Regions from separate parts of the Mus musculus genome. Here region 1 is linked to region 2. The links are chromatin contacts, called in public Hi-C maps. All regions are on one chromosome and are shown on one strand. The core of a region is the stretch at or near the end of the contact, and the rest is flanking DNA. Distances in the headings are between cores, read along the strand shown. Region 1 holds the start of Pim3 (proviral integration site 3). Region 2 holds the start of Mafa (v-maf musculoaponeurotic fibrosarcoma oncogene family, protein A (avian)).

Region 1 (4,541 bases), core at 1,903-4,402, about 13 Mb after region 2:
GGCATGTTGTTTAAGGACAGTTACTTTTTTTGTGACTAGGTTTGTAAGTAATATGACTCTCTCTCTCTCTCTCTCTCTCTCTCTCTCTGTGTGTGTGTGTGTGTGCGTGTGCATGTGTGCTTTTGTGTGTGTGTGTGTGTGTGTGTGTGTGTGTGTATGTACTCTGAGGCCCTGACCATCCTCCAATCCATCATCTCTCCTTTTCTACCAGGAAAAGGACAGCCTGGCTCTTGTCACCACAGCAACAACACAGCCCCTCCCACCATCAGGACAGAGTGACCTGGTGGGGCTGGCTGTTCGTTCTCTGTACCCACTGCAGGGCAGGAACGGCTGTTTCCAAGGCTGCATGTAGATGGGGACAGCAGGGTGGCTTGGGGTGTGTGTGTGAGCAAGTGACCCTCTGGTGGAAGCGATCCTGCTCCAGCAGCCCTCTCCTTGAGTAACCCCTGGTTAAGACGGGAAGGCAGACAGGCGGGATGCGTGCTCCTCTAATGTCACATTCATCTGGACCCAGAGCATCCTTTGAGTGGAGGGAAGGCAAACAACAGGGCATGGGCATCTGCAGCAGGACCATTCTCTTCTGTAGGAGATCTCCAGCTCTGCTGCCTATGGGATCACTGACCTGTGAGGGCCAGAGCTATTTTTAAGGTTTACTGGTTGGGCTTTCCAAGAACCAGGAAAAAAACAGGCGGAGGACTGGTACCCAGTACAGTAACTGGTTACAGGTGTTGAAACCTGTGGAGCAGGGATGGCCTAAGGTCCACCTTCTAACAGGCTGGGAGCGGGGACAGGGCAGGTAGACAAGGGCCAGAAGCCATGGGTTTCAGATTCAGTCCAGACTCCCATGCAAATAGGGAATAGGCTCCACAGACAGAGCCTCTATTTGATAACCTAATTAATAGGCTGATGGGGTAGGTTATGCCCATTGCTGGTAGGGGGTGGGGCAGGATTATTTGGGGACACAGGGATTTCCAAATGCCTGTCCGGAACAGATGCATGGATAGCTGTTTAGATAAAGCCTCTTACCAGACCTTTCTTCAGGCCAAATGGAATATGACAAGACCCCCCCACATGTTGGATGTATGATTCCTGGGGGTGAGAGCCATGGCCTATTCTGATAACATCACGGGGCTTAGAAGGTTTGGGGTCCTCAACACACACACGGGCCCACAGAGTAATTGATCTACCACACAATAAAGATAAACCCCCACCCCCAAGTCCTCTAGTACAATGAAGGGGTCTCAGCCTACCATGGAAGGGAGGAGAGAGGAGCTATGAGTGACAGCACCATAAGGTAAGTTAGTATGGGAAGATTCGAGGTGTCAGGAGCACCCCTCAGAAGTTTAGGGACCAAGGATAGGGGGGTCCTTTCTGGTCCTGGTCTCCCAAGGCCAACTACAAGAGGAACTAGCCAGGGTGAAGGCCAGGATGATCTGGAATGAACCCGCTTAGAAATTCACTTGGGAACCAGGTGGTGGTGGAACACATCTTTAATCCCAGCACTAAGGAGGGAAAGGCTGGTGGATCACTGAGTTCAAGGTCAGCCTGGTCTACAGAGCAAGTTCCAGGACAACACAAAGAAACCCTGTCTTAAAAAACAAACAAACAGGAGAGAAAAAAAAAAAGAAAAGAAAATCACTTGGGAGCCGGTTGGTGCTGGTACACACTTTTAATCCCAGAACTGGGGAGGCAGAGGCAGGAGGATCTCTATGGGTTTGAGGCCAGCCTGGTCACATGCTGGGTGAGGGTCTCTAGGGAGACACCAGGGAACCCCAGCCATTCTTCACCATTGAATTTACTACCCACCTAGACAGTTCTCAAGGATCCCTCCCTCCCTCTCCCGAAAGACTGGGGTCCAATACAACCAGATTGTCCTGGCCAGGAGGAGCACAGGCCCTGTTGGGTTCTTAGCTGGTCCTTTGAAAGCACCCACAGGCAGACAACCCCCGCCCCTCCCCCACACCTGAGCAGGTACCCTGTAAACCCTGCTGATAGCTGGTATGGAAAGCTTTGTTCTTGGCAGATGTGGTCAGCTCCTGGAAAGCATGTTAGGAGACAGCCAGACAGAGCTCCAAGAACCTGAGACCTATTCCGAGGGCCTGAGTGTGTCCAGACTGTTGAGGGTCTAGGCCACAAAGACAGAAAGGGGGTGAGGAAACCAGGTGGGCCCCAAATAGTGTCAAGGCAGTAGGCGCCTCAGAAAGGTTCCAGAGAGAGAAAGTGTGGATTGCGGTGTTAGTGGAGGAACATGGATAAGCCAGTGGGAAGCCAGGCTCCAGATCCCCCAAGTAGTAGCAGTTCAGGAACGACAGTTGAATCGTTTAGACATCAAACTGAAGTCCAGGGAGCAATGGCTCTCAACTCATTCTCACCCAGCTATGACAGATGACAACTCCAAGTCCTGGGTTGCTCTTGGGTCAGTGACTTAGCCAGGGGTCAACAACAGTTGAGTCTAATTTCACTGGTGTCTTAAGGTATAGGTAAAAAGGACACAGGGAGACTGCTGTAGGCTGTGTCTACTTGAGCTGCTCAGGACGGAACTATGGGCATAATAGTCATCAACAAAGGACCTTTGGTAGTTGTGAGCAGCTAAAGGGACACTTTGTCAGATGGCCTTAGAGCAGAGGGACAAGTTCCCAGGAGGGAGGATCTAGGGTTTAGGAGGCTCTCATAAGTACCCAGCTAGGAGCATGAGATCTGAGCCTAGCTGATGGGCGAACACTCAAGGTGTGCTCCAGGGAGCTGAGGCTGGGTTGAGAGGTCTGAGGGCAATGCTTTCTCTGTCGCCCAGCCACGTGCGCATCGTGGCGCGCGAGCAGCGGGTGACGCACACAGAGCTAGTGTCAGCGTAGGCCTCAGGGCCGCACGACTGTCCTCCCGGACTTCCGCTTCTCAGAGGGGGCCGACTCCTCGCACACCCCCAGCCACAAACGCCCACGAAGAACGAGGGAACAACACGCGTAACTCGCGGAGCCGGAGAGTGACCTTCCTCAGCGCGGCCTGGGGGGCGAGGCTCGGAAGGCCCCGCCCTACGCTGCCATTGGCTGAGTCCCCGTGTCCTTTCAAAACCTCGATTTTCATTGGCTTATGCGGCCCCGCCCGCGCTGCCGGAGACATAAGGGGGCCGCCGCCCGCGCGCGAGCTGCGCGTGCGCAGGGCGGGTGAGAGCGCCGTGAAAGCCGCGGAACGCCGTGCACCTCCGCGACTCTACTACGGCAAGCTAGTCCGGACGGGTCGTCGTCCCCGCGCGCCACCAGCCCTTGGTGAAACGACAGGGAGCGTCCGGCTTCCCCAGCACCGCCCTGCGAGACTCAAAACAGCCACACCGCAAAGCGAGCCTCGGGCGGAAGGAGGCGGAGCTTCAGGCGGCCCCGCCTCCGCGGAAGGATACACATCTCCGTGGTCCAAAACCCCGGGGCGAGGCGGCCGGGGCGTGTGAGCTGCTCGGCCAGCTGCCGTCTACGCGCTTTCGCGCGGCCACCGGGCAACTGCGCCGCGCGGCTGCCCCGCTGAGCGCTCGGCCTCGGGGCCGTGGGATCCGCCGCGCTGTCTGCGGTCAGGAAGACCGCCCTCCCGCGTCCTTGCCGGACGGGTCAGAGGCGGCACCGCACGCGAGGCCACCCGCGATGCTGCTGTCCAAGTTCGGCTCCCTGGCGCACCTCTGCGGGCCTGGCGGCGTGGACCACCTCCCAGTGAAGATCCTACAGCCAGGTATGTGTGGGGACCAGGGAGGGGGCCTGGGCGGGGGCCGGGGGGTGGCTTTGGGTCATCATCAACCCGATTGTTTGTCCCACAGCCAAGGCTGACAAGGAGAGCTTCGAGAAGGTGTACCAGGTGGGCGCCGTGCTGGGCAGCGGCGGCTTCGGCACGGTCTACGCGGGCAGCCGCATCGCCGACGGACTCCCGGTGAGTCGTGGCTCCGGGCGCACCCGCGTGGACGATCGCCACGCTCGGCCGCCCGTCTGACCGCTCGCGTGTCGCCCCCTCTTTTCCCCGCAGGTGGCTGTGAAGCACGTGGTGAAGGAGCGGGTGACCGAGTGGGGCAGTCTCGTAAGTATGCGGGTGCGGGGCGTGCGGGTGCGGGGCATGCGGGTGTGGGTTGCCTTGGCTTTGTCCGATGACCGCCTTGTCCCCCAGGGCGGAGTGGCCGTGCCCCTGGAGGTGGTGCTGCTGCGCAAGGTGGGCGCGGCGGGCGGCGCGCGCGGCGTCATCCGCTTGCTGGACTGGTTCGAGCGGCCCGACGGCTTCTTGTTGGTGCTGGAGCGACCCGAGCCGGCACAGGACCTCTTCGACTTCATCACTGAACGAGGCGCCCTGGACGAGCCGCTGGCGCGTCGCTTCTTCGCGCAGGTGCTTGCCGCTGTGCGGCACTGCCACAATTGTGGGGTCGTGCACCGCGACATCAAGGACGAGAACCTGCTGGTGGACCTGCGCTCGGGAGAGCTGAAGCTCATCGACTTCGGCTCGGGCGCGGTGCTCAAGGACACGGTCTACACTGACTTTGATGGTGAGCAGGTGGTGCGGCGTTCCGGCGACTGTTA
Region 2 (4,133 bases), core at 813-3,312:
CGGGCACTCGCCGACCTCCGAGGGCGCACGGGGACCAGGGGGTTCCTCCGGGTTTTCTAATTACCAAGCAAAATAAATATTAATGTTGCGAAAATATGACTGCTTTAAAAAGGAGGAGGAGGAGTAAAAACAGAGCAAGTAAACGGAGGCAGAAAGAAAGACGACAGAGGAGCGCGGGGCCGGCGGAGGCTACCGGGAGCTGGTGGCGGCGCGGCCCCGCTGCGGCTGGGCGGAGGTTGGGACGCAGAACTGCGCTCCACGTCTGTACAAGTGGACGCTGCCGAGGAAGTCAGACCTGGCTCGGACTTCCCTAAGCAATCACCGTTCCCGGGGCGCCGAGGGACCCCGGCAAAGTCTAGCCGGCGACCCCGAAGACGCTCGGACCGGGGCCCGGCGGGAGAGGCGCACCGCGGTAGGTACCTGGAGCTGGGGCTTGGCGGCGGGGTGCGCAGGGCGGACAGGAGGACCCCGGCAGCTGCGGCTGCACCGCCGGAGCGCGCGTCCCGGGCCTCAGAGTCTGAACCGAGACCGGGGCGGCCTGCGCAAACTTGTCCCCGGCCGTGGCGAGGCCCAGGGTCCGGCACTCACAGAAAGAAGTCGGGTGCGCCTTTGGCCGCCCCGGGGCCAGCCTGCGCTGGCGAGGGCTCCCGAGGGAAGCCGGCCCCGCCCGCGCCCCCGGGGCCGCCCCGGCCCGCCAACTTCTCGTATTTCTCCTTGTACAGGTCCCGCTCCTTGGCCAGACGCCCCACCTCCAGCTTCAGCTGCTCCACCTGGCTCTGGAGCTGGCACTTCTCGCTCTCCAGAATGTGCCGCTGCTGCACCCGCTTGAAGCGGCACGACTGCGCGTAGCCGCGGTTCTTGAGCGTGCGCCGCTTCTGTTTCAGTCGGATGACCTCCTCCTTGCTGAAGCCGCGGAGCTGCCGGTTCAGCTCCCGCACGGACATGGATACCAGCTGGTCGTCGGAGAAGCGCTCCTCCAAGCGCACGTGGTGGCCTGCGCCGCCTCCGCCGTGACCCGCGCCTCCGCCGTGGTGGCCAGAGCCTCCGTGGTGGTGATGGTGGTGATGGTGATGGTGGGCAGAGTGATGATGGTGGGCAGTGTGGTGTGCGCCGTGGTGGTGGCCGGCACCCATGTCGTCCGCGCCGCCGCCGCCCGCGAAGCTCTGACCCCGGAAGGCCTCATAGGCCGCAGCAGCCGCCGGGTGATGCGCGCCGTGGTGCGCGCCGTGGTGGCCGCTGCCGATGAGCGCCTCCACCGCGTCCTCCGGCGTCAGGTTGAGCGCCTCGGGGTTCAGGTGGTGCTGGTACCCGCTCATCCAGTACAGATCCTCCAGCACCGCTTTTCCTGAGGCGCCCCCGACAGTGCCGGGGCCTCCACTCGGCGGCCCCGGGGCGCCCCCGGCCTGAGCCGCGCTGCCCCCGCCGCCCGCGCCGCCGCCTGTGCCCGGGCTGGGTGCGCAGAAGCTGGGCGAAGAGGGCACCGAGGAGCAGGGCGTGCTGAGGGGCGTCGAGGACAGCGAGCCGGGCGGCAGGCGGTGGCAGAAGCGCTCGGCCTCGGGCGGCTCCTTCTTCACCTCGAACTTCATCAGGTCGAAGTCGTTGACGTACTCGATGGCCAGTGGGCTGCTGGGCAGCTCTGCGCCCATCGCCAGCTCCGCGGCCATCGCCCGGGGCCCCAGCCCCGCCGCCGCGCCCGGCCGCGCCCCGACGGGCGGCGGGGGAGCGTGGGGGGAGCCGCGGGCCTCTCTCCCCCTAGCTCCCCCCCGGGCCGCGGTGGGCTCAGGCTCTGGTCGCGCCGCCGAAGGGCGCAGCAGCAAAAGTTTCCTGCTGTCAACTCTGGGCTGTGCTCAGGGGACGCCGCCGGCCAGGCCTCTCGGGTGGCCCCCCGGCCCGCTACGAGCGGGCGCAGGGCCCCCAATCCTGCCCTCCTCCTCCTTCTGTTCCTCCGCGGTCCTGGCCTGGAGGGTGCAGAGGCCGCGCCCCGGGCTCAGCCGCGCTCCGGGCTCTCCCGCCCGGCCCCGCCCCGCGCCCCACCCGCGCTGCCGGCCGGCCCCGCCTCCCTCGGCCCGGCGCAGAGCCGCACAAGCCTTTATAGAGACGCGCTTCTGGGCCCGCCTCCCCAGGTGGGGGCCGACGCCCCCGGGCCAATCGGAGCCCCAGACCTGCCGCCCTCATTTGCCTATCCCCATGGCAACCCGGAGCCCAGCTGTCAATCTCCTGCGGGAAACAGCTGTGGGAAGGGGTGGGGAAGGGCCGTCGGCAAGAGGAGTGGGCAGGGCCCCCTGGTGGCCGCCGCATGGGACTGCACAGCAGAGGGCGCGAGACCAAGTGGCAGATTCTGAGGTTCCAGGATCGTAAAGCCAGAGAGTGCAGGGAAGCTGAGGAGGCCCTCGTCCAGGGTACTCCTTCGGTGTCTCAGATCCATTAGGTGGTCTAGCTGGCTGTGTCCCGCACCAGGCCCAAGTGGCCTGGAGTCTCCAGAATGGGGACCTCTAACTATCCTGACACCGGTGACTCCCGAGCTGCCCGGGAGCGCCAGCTATTTTTATCCTGTGGTTGGGATGGGTTCAGGAATTCAGTCAACAAAGTTGCTGGCACCTCGGGCGGCGGGATGCACGGTGGAACCGCAGGCCTCTGAGCGTTGTGGTAGGTGGAGTGGGACAGACGCCTGTGGCCACCACGGGGCTAGAGGAGCAGGTCTCGGGTACTCCCTGCGTAGAGAACCCATTTCTCTGAATTGAATTCATGGGGCTGATGGGTCTGGACGCCTGCAGAAATGCCCACAAGGAATCTCAGACCCAGCTGCCCACCAGGGCGGTTTGGAGGAGCCTTGCTGGGTGGGGGCAAGTTGGAGTGACAAGTGGCAAGCAGATTGCCACCGTCACACTTGCTGAATGTCTCTACACACCTAGTAGGAGGCCGCTTCCGAGCAAAAGAAAGCCACAAGGACAACAGGGAGGGTGGGTGACAAGATGTGAGTTCTGTGACACCCTCCCCTCCCCTCCCTCCTCCAGAATTCCAGATCCCAACCGAAGATAGAAAGGGCGTGCATTCACGAACAACAGCTGGATGTGACCCAGAGTGCGGTTTTCTCCTCTCTGTTATCTATAATCTTATATGCCGTTGACTATTAAAAATAATAGACGGGCAATGGTGGTGCAGGCCTTTAGCCCCAGCTCTCCCAAGACAGGAAGATTTCTGGGAGTTCAAGGCCAGCCTGGTCTACAGAGCAAGTCCCAGGACAGCCAAGTCTGCACAGAGAAATCTTGCCTCGAAAAACTAAAAATCAATCAATCAGTCAATCAATCAATCAATCAATCAATCGATTCTTAAATATAAACCATTTGTGCACAAGGTGGAAAAAGTTTGAAAGGGTATTCACAGGATACCTATCCAGGATGTCATGGTGCCAAGGGCTTTGCCTACTCCCTCTACAGGTGCCTGCTATTTCACAGGGGATGCCTGGCAGCTAGGAGCAAATAGCTCCCAGCTCCTTCCCTCAGTGTCCAGACACTCCTCACCTTCATATTCATCTGTGCAGGCTTGGTCTTCAGAAACAAACAAACAAACAAAAAAAGCATGAGGAAACCCCTACAAAACTCTCCCCTCAGCCTGTTCCAAAGGAGACTTCGGGGAGCCATTGGAATGTCTATCTTTGGGACTCTACAGTGCTGAGGTGGTAGCCACAGCCATCAGTGTAATCATGCCCATTCTACGGATGAGGAAAGGAGGCCGTGAAAAGCAACTGGCCTTGTCCAAGGTAACCTATATCAGATCCACCTGTGGCCAAAGGGGAGCCTTTGAGTTAGAGCACGAGGTCTCACCAGGAGAGCCAGTGTTTCAGTTCTCTATGTCTCCTGTAGCCTGGCAAAGGCATTAGACTAGGACACTCAGCCTGAGCCCCAGAAGCTCTGGGACTTAAGGATGAGCTACATGTCTGGGCACAGCATCCCATGTGGCCTTGGGCTTACTAAAAAGGGTACAGAGTGAGATGATGAGATTGGGCAGTCTGCCTTCTCTGGACTCCACTCCTGGTGTGGGTGTGGTGGCATATACCTTTAATCCCAGTACTTGGGAAACAGGGGCATGCAGATTTCTGAGTTCAAGGCCAGCCTGATCTACAGAGCGAGCTC

What was found. Hi-C and Micro-C count contacts between places; a contact is called where the count stands out from the background.
Region 1: a Hi-C map of B cells shows a contact between it and region 2, with 7 read pairs. The contact joins the promoter of Pim3 here to the promoter of Mafa in region 2.

Annotation. Positions count from the first base shown.
Region 1 is chr15:88,859,042-88,863,582 of GRCm38.p6, forward strand. Pim3 (proviral integration site 3) reads left to right here and starts at 3,153. Exons shown (of 6, transcript NM_145478.2): 1 at 3,153-3,711; 2 at 3,797-3,906; 3 at 4,000-4,050; 4 at 4,138-4,507. The coding sequence starts at 3,627. It overlaps Gm33049, which reads left to right. Exons shown (of 3, transcript XM_006521646.3): 3 at 2,792-3,465. The coding sequence ends at 3,439.
Region 2 is chr15:75,746,259-75,750,391 of GRCm38.p6, forward strand. It overlaps Mafa (v-maf musculoaponeurotic fibrosarcoma oncogene family, protein A (avian)), which reads right to left and starts at 2,063. Exons shown (of 1, transcript NM_194350.2): 1 at 1-2,063. The coding sequence starts at 1,664. The coding sequence ends at 585.